Linked DNA regions of Gossypium hirsutum: region 1 is linked to region 2. The links are chromatin contacts, called in public Hi-C maps. All regions are on one chromosome and are shown on one strand. The core of a region is the stretch at or near the end of the contact, and the rest is flanking DNA. Distances in the headings are between cores, read along the strand shown. Region 1 holds the start of LOC107948972 (probable uridine nucleosidase 2). Region 2 holds the start of LOC107948958 (probable protein phosphatase 2C 65).

What was found. A called contact is a pair of places that touch in the nucleus more often than the background predicts.
Region 1: a Hi-C map of leaf shows a contact between it and region 2, with 1.8 times the contacts expected there. The contact joins the promoter of LOC107948972 here to the promoter of LOC107948958 in region 2. A contact is called at or near these places in 7 of 34 Hi-C or Micro-C datasets (callus, hypocotyl and leaf).

What each region holds. Positions count from the first base shown.
Region 1 is chrA04:79,008,039-79,011,505 of Gossypium_hirsutum_v2.1, forward strand. It overlaps LOC107948972 (probable uridine nucleosidase 2), which reads right to left and starts at 1,883. Exons shown (of 8, transcript XM_041111435.1): 1 at 1,662-1,883; 2 at 1,104-1,219; 3 at 940-999; 4 at 8-193. The coding sequence starts at 1,719.
Region 2 is chrA04:78,812,440-78,816,011 of Gossypium_hirsutum_v2.1, forward strand. It overlaps LOC107948958 (probable protein phosphatase 2C 65), which reads right to left and starts at 2,180. Exons shown (of 4, transcript XM_016883638.2): 1 at 1,692-2,180; 2 at 738-1,022; 3 at 303-644; 4 at 1-219. The coding sequence starts at 1,940.

The sequences.
Region 1 (3,467 bases), core at 633-3,132, 200 kb after region 2:
ATCGGACCAGTGCAATATTTGTTAGGGGCCCCAATGCCACCACAGTGACCTTCCCAGGATAGAGGTTTGCTTGCTCAACAAGGAAATCAGTAGCTGACATGTCAATAGGCTTTCCTTCCGGGGGAGGGAAATTTTGATTGCCAAGCCCATCAGCACCATGGACAAAATCAGCAACACGAAGTTTTGTACCTTTCTGGGTGCAAAACTAATCGTCAGTTTAATTAGAATGACACTATCATAGAAGTCACTGAACATTGTTAATAAATATACACACATTTATGTGCGTCCAAAATCCAAAAGTTGAATGACATTCGTGATTCACCATCATTCAAGCTGTCTTCCATAATCAAAATACCATAAAATATAACACATCCATTTCTGCAGAAACTAAAATTCAAGTTCAGAAAGCCTAATGTCCTATGCGTATACAGCTAAAGAAACAACATAATCACTTTCAATACCAGCCATGAATCTAATTGCTCTTACGCCTTTGAACAACAACATTTTAAAACTTGATTTTCTTTATCAATATTTGTTTAAGAAAATTTGAAACCTAAAGATGATAATTTAGTATTTGTAAAAGTTAGATAAAAACGTGGAATATATAAATTGGTAGCACTTGCAATATAATATTGGCCCTGTTAAAACTTCGACCTGTATAGTTTATATAGACAGTTTAAGATAGTAGTTGACAGTATTAAACCGGAATATGTATTTCCAAAAAAACAAGCCAATAGAAGGAAAGACAGTATAAATATTTTATATCATGTTCTCTTAGCTTCCAGGTTCAACTCAAACAGAAAGAAGGTCAAGGCTGATGGATTAACGACTAAAATATTAATCAACTAAGAATTTTAGGGGAATGCGAGGTATGGAAGGTGAATAAGACAAAGATAAAAATTTGGAGAGAGTAGGGACATTGAGGATAACTGTACATACAGTGATGGTAACATGTGATCCTTCCGCCACAGGGATATCAGTCCTGTCTGCAACCTCTAGCTAGGAGACAAGCAGCCAAGCAAAGCAATCCACATCAAAGTTCAAACCAATGCCAACTAATCATGAAAGAATAAAAAATCAGAGTAGAAAGAACGATATGTTACCAAATGTAAGGCATTCCTCGTGGCCAAAGTAGTGTAGACATTGCCATAAATAGTGGTGAGTCCGATGACCTCCACTTCAGGAGACCTCAGAGCCAGAAATATCGCCATGGCATCATCTGCATCATCCGATTGAATCACAAAGAACAAAGATAGACATCAAGTCATTCGAGCAACATTTAAAGTAACAAAAACGAAAGATATTGTCGATTTATCTTGATTCTTAGGAAAAACCTGAGCATCGAATGGATTTACGTAAAAAAATTCCAATATTTGAACACATGATCTCTTGCTTAGATTTGCTAGAATGTTAACGTTGATGTGAACTGCGATTACGTCGAGTAGCCTAGAATTCGTTTGAAACTCTCTATTCAGGCGAAGTCCTATTTGAGCTTTACTAGCTTTTCTATGAAATTTTCGAAAAATAAGAGAGAAAGGATACAGTATAACAACAGTAGAAACAGATTCAGAGCGACTATTTAGGGATCTAAAAAGATAAACAGATAAGATAATTTAAATTGCAAAAGATCAAATTCGAATCGAGTAATAGGTCATGATTACCAATGCCAGGATCAGTGTCTATGATGATCTTCTTCGGTTCTCCTGCTGCTGAAGCCATTGGCGTTTAGGAGTTTTCTTCTCTGATAGGTGGTAACCTCAGGCCGTGGAAGACTGAAATTATTGAAAGAGAAAGGAAAGAAGAGATTAGGAAATTTGTGCTAAGCCTGAAACCATGGTAAAGTTGGGGGTAGTTGGGTTCCAATCCATAGTAACTTGTAGCCGTAGGCATTGATAATATGATAAATATATTTTTGTTTTGTTTTTTTCCGCCAAATTCTCTGAACATTACTTGGATGGGAAATTAATTCCTATATTTTAATCTATTTTCAATATCAATCTCCAAAATTAGTAATTAGTTTTAGAAGGATAAACTACATTGTAGATCATTTAACTCTTATAAGTTTTGTACTGAAAAAATTAACATTTTAGGCACTTTCATTAAAAATGGTTTTTATTTTGATCACTCATCGATTATTAAATATTATTGTACATTCATTTTAGTTACACAACTTTAATAAATTTACATTTTGATCACTCATTTTATTTTTTTAATTTCTTTTATTATTTTATTTTTTAGAATTAATTTTAATTTTCTCAATAAAAGAGAAAACCATGGATTTTATAGAGAAAAATCATTTTATCATTTTATCTTTTTAACTTTTTTATTTTCCCTTTTTAAAATTAACTTTAGTTGGATAAAAATTTAACTTTAGTTTGTTTTCTTGGGCTTTTACAAGGAAAAATCATATTATCTTTTTAATTTTTTTTCTCCCTCTTTCAGAATTAATTTTGTTTTTTTAGTAAATAGAGAAAATTTAAGTTTTTTCAAATAAAATCCCTTAATTTTTATTGAAAAATCTAGATTTTTAAAAAGAATTGAGTCACAGAAAACTTGAATTTTAAGCTCAAATAACTCGAATAAATATTGAGTTTAAGCTCAAGTTGAATTTAAACTCGGGTTTAGAACTTTACTAATTAAGTAATAGAGAAAAAAACATATGATAATGTATATAATAATCAATCTAGATTTATTTTTTTTATTTTTTTTCGAAAAGTTTCTAAAGAAATTTGGTCATTGTGCATGTGTATACGACTATGGTTATCTGAAGTTTAGTATCTTAATGTGTATTGATTATGACTACGTATATGGAAGTTATTTATGAACTGGATTGGCATAAATATTGGTTTTATGAATATAGCATATGAAAGACGTTTCAAAGTGGAAGCCAATAAGCATTGCTTCACTAATATCACTAGTTGAAAACTCAATGCTTTAAAATCTTTTTATATTCTGTAGTTATATTAAATCGAAATCAAACCTTAAATTGCTAATTCAGATCACAATTTATTTTTTCTTAATAAATTAATCCATGCGAGAAATTAAAACAAGAGGATCGAACCATTTTTTTTATTCTTTTTCAAATTTAATAAATTTTAGTTGATTGTATATTTTATTATAGTTCTATGATTCGGAGTATCATTTCCTATTTGATCCATTTAAATTCTATATTTGAAGTGTAAAGGAGTTGTAGATAGATTAGTGGGTTCACCAATCATTAAAGATTTTAGAACAGCTAAGCCCACGTTACAAGTAATAGTATCGAGAATTACTACTGGAAAAATATATAAAAGATCATTGGGCTATGCGAATTCCTCATAATAATTATGACCCATACTTTTAGCTAATTTAGCTCTTAATACAGGATTGTTCAAGTTAGGCTTTTTTATTATTATGGTAGGTGAATTTTTCTAGATCCATCATCCAAATAACCGAACATGATAATTTTTCACCATCCGGCTCAAACA
Region 2 (3,572 bases), core at 930-3,429:
ACTTGCGGTCTGCTGGCTGATATCTGACAACGTTCCCGATACCGAAGGTCGTTTCTTGAGGAACAAGCAAACAACCGTGCAGTCATCGACCTTAGAACCCGGGTACTTGGTTCTCCATGCTTGAACTGCATAATAAACCAGTACTTTTGCTGCTATAGATGGTCTCTTTACTGAGGCTACTATTTGTACCACCTCGTTGTTTGAAAGCACATCCCACACCTGCACCAATTTTAAAATGGTACTATTATGCTGTGTCAAAATTGGTTCAATTATGATTTGCGTCCCTCTATGTTATAACTTACCCCATCAGTTGCCAACACTACAAATTCATCTTTGGGAGTAAGCCTTCTATAAGAAACTTGAGGTGTAGAGATAAGTCCATGATCCTTGAGGCAGAAATCCCCGAAAGCTCTCGACATAGCTAGACCGGGGCAATCTTGGCCGGGCATCCACACTCTCGGTACATTCGGTTCTTCTTCCATTGCGAATACTCTGCCACCGTTCTTCTGGATTCTTTCCGATTCACTCGGTAAACTAGGTTTCAAATCGACTGTGAGTTGGACCGGAATGATTTGGTTTTTGTTGTCCCTGGTGCCAAGAATCGCTCGAGAATCCCCCAAGTTCGAAATGATCAAGTGTTGGTCCTGAAATAACATTCATTATAATCATACACGCGCACACACACACACACATATATATATATATATTTATGGTTGATGGTAAACAAATGAATATACCTGCTTAACAATGGTTACGGCCGTGGTGCCACTGCAGTAACTATCAAGGGAATCTTCCATGCTAAGATCTTCATCCAATTCTTGGAAAGTTCTAATCAAACTTGCCTCCCAATGCTTGTGACTGCTGTCCTTGTCGCCCTCCTTCTTAGCGCTGGGCCGAGGCTGATGCATTGTCGAAAGCTTCAATGGCAAGGCATCGCATACGTGGCGTGCAACCTTGTGACCCGATGGACCGTGACCGTCAAATACACCGCAGAAGAACACATTCTTTTCCCCCGTAAAGTTCTGCATATTTTCAATTGTTTAGTTCCATTATTTTTGGAATATTAAAACACCAATTCAAGCAGCGCCAAATAAATAAAACATACCTACTATCATGATATAAAGATGATCTGCATCTAAAGTTTTGGGTCCAATTACAGTTTTAGTTCCTCAACTATGTCAAAATTTGAGATTTAATCCCTCTTTTTTGATTTGATATAAATTTGCCACTTTGCTTTTATAAATGGTATTAGTAGATCCAAATTATTAACACGGGTAGGTATTACCATTAAAGTGGTGATATGAATTTTTTGCTATTATTCGATCACACAAGGTCATGTGAAAATCCAATAATGATTTGGCTAACACATTCTAGCATAATAAAAGGACTAAAACATAATTAGACTGAATCTTTGGATGATCAGTAGGTAAGGGCATAAATTAGACATTGAGGGATTGAAGAAAAGATGATAAATGCACTTAATGTACGGTTTCAAGTTGATTAACATAAAGTTCAGGGTTCGCTCCTGTATTGAAAGAACAAAACATTCTAACATAACAGGAACCAACAAAAACACAAGGCATGCGATTATTGCATAAAACATACGTAGCCATAGCAGATGATCACCAAATCCAACAATTAATCACATTCCATAAGATTAAAAATGATTCATTAAGCCATGAAGAACTGACCTCCCAAACGGTCATAGCGTCCTGGTTGATCCCCTTCTTGCCCTTGCGAGTGTACATTGAGGTCAAGGAGGAGGAGCCTTGCAATCTAACAATAGCCCCCGCATGTCCAATCCTGGTAACATTGGCGCTATTGTCATCATTGTTGATGTTGTGGTCTCGATGGTGCCCCTCATCCTCTTTTTCATCTGATCCTTCTTTTTCATACCGTCTACCTTTGTACTTGAATTGCGTAGAACAGCAGGCACCCATCGTTTGGTGTGGGTGTAAATCCAAGGAAATATACCCCTTTTTCCTTAAAAAAAAATTTCAAAAAAAAAATGTGTGCAGCACCCACAAAAAACAAGGCTATGGAACCGGAGGTAAAAATCAAAGGCCCCAAATTGGAGAAGGAAAAATAGTTGGTGGTGGAGGGGACACAGAGGGATTAGAGATATTTGGTTATTTTGTAATGGTAACGATGTCCATCTATACATTGATTGATTATTTTGGACATCAATTTGGGGAAAAAAAAAGATTTACAATTATCATACATGATGACATCAATTAATTTGTAAAATAAAAAAAATATTTTTACTAAATATATATCACAGTTGTTATTATTTTTATTTTTTTTAAGAAAAGGGTAAGCTATTTTTAATTTTATTGATTGTTATTTTCATATTTGTGCTGCATATTTAGAGGGACGATGAGAGGAGAGTGGGTGATGCAGGCAGTAATGTCACAGTAGAGTACATGACATGCCTGTTTGTTGTTTGTTCAGGTTTTTTTCTTTTCTTTTAATTTCTATTTTCTAGGTTTAGAATGTTCCATTCAAGAGCTATTTTCGTTAAACCCTAACCACTTTTATCCTTAATTGCTTCGACTCTATCTCTTTTCCTATTTTTTTCATTTAATTTCGGTTAGTAGGGAGTCTTCGTATGATTGGATTTGATTTTTTCATTTCCGCAATTTATTTTTTCCTTTTATATTCTTTTATTATTATTATTATTATTATTATTATTTTCATTCTCTTCTGCTTCTCCATCTCTTTTATGTTCTTTTAATTTTCTTTTTTATCTTCCCTTCTCCCTTCTCCCTTCTCCGTATTCTAATAACAGTTTCAAGAGTTGTCTCAATTGATTTTCGTGCAACCAAGCACTTAAATCCATCATATGGTTAAATGTTACACATAACAAGTAACCTATAGTTGATTGTTTGACATAATTTGTAGAAGTCTTATGTTTGAAATCCCAATTCTTTGAATTAATTATTAGATCATTTAAGTGATACAACTTTGCAGATGTCTCATTTTTTAAATCCAATTTCTTTGCATTAATTATGTGGAAAACAGAGAGGAAAAAGGGAGAAATAGAAGAGAATGGAAAATAATGAAAAAAAGTTAAAAAACATAAAAAAAATAAATTAAATTACTAAAAAAAAAATGAGGGACCAATTATATTGCTTAACCTAAATTTTTTGTTTGAAATGATAATTTGACGTGCCACGTTAACTTACCGTTATACCATTGACGACAATTAATGGCTCAATGACTAAAATGTTACAATACGTTAACGTAAATGACTAAAATATAACATTTCAAATATAAATTACTAAAATATAACATGAGATAAACAAAAATGACTATTTTAATAGTTTACCCTTAATTCTATTCAATTTAAATTTATAAGATAAAAAAAACGTTATTATCTTTGTACGGGCCTAATTTTGCCCGGCCCGTTTAAATAAAAACCCAAAATATAAGCAGTCCACTTACAAAAAGTTTTAACCCAATTATAAACCATTAACCTAAACCACTAACCCCTTTACAGATTAGGCCCGTTAGCCCAAGACCTAAACTCATGTTTAGGAAAATGAAAACCCTAGCTCACCCTTGCGCCGTAC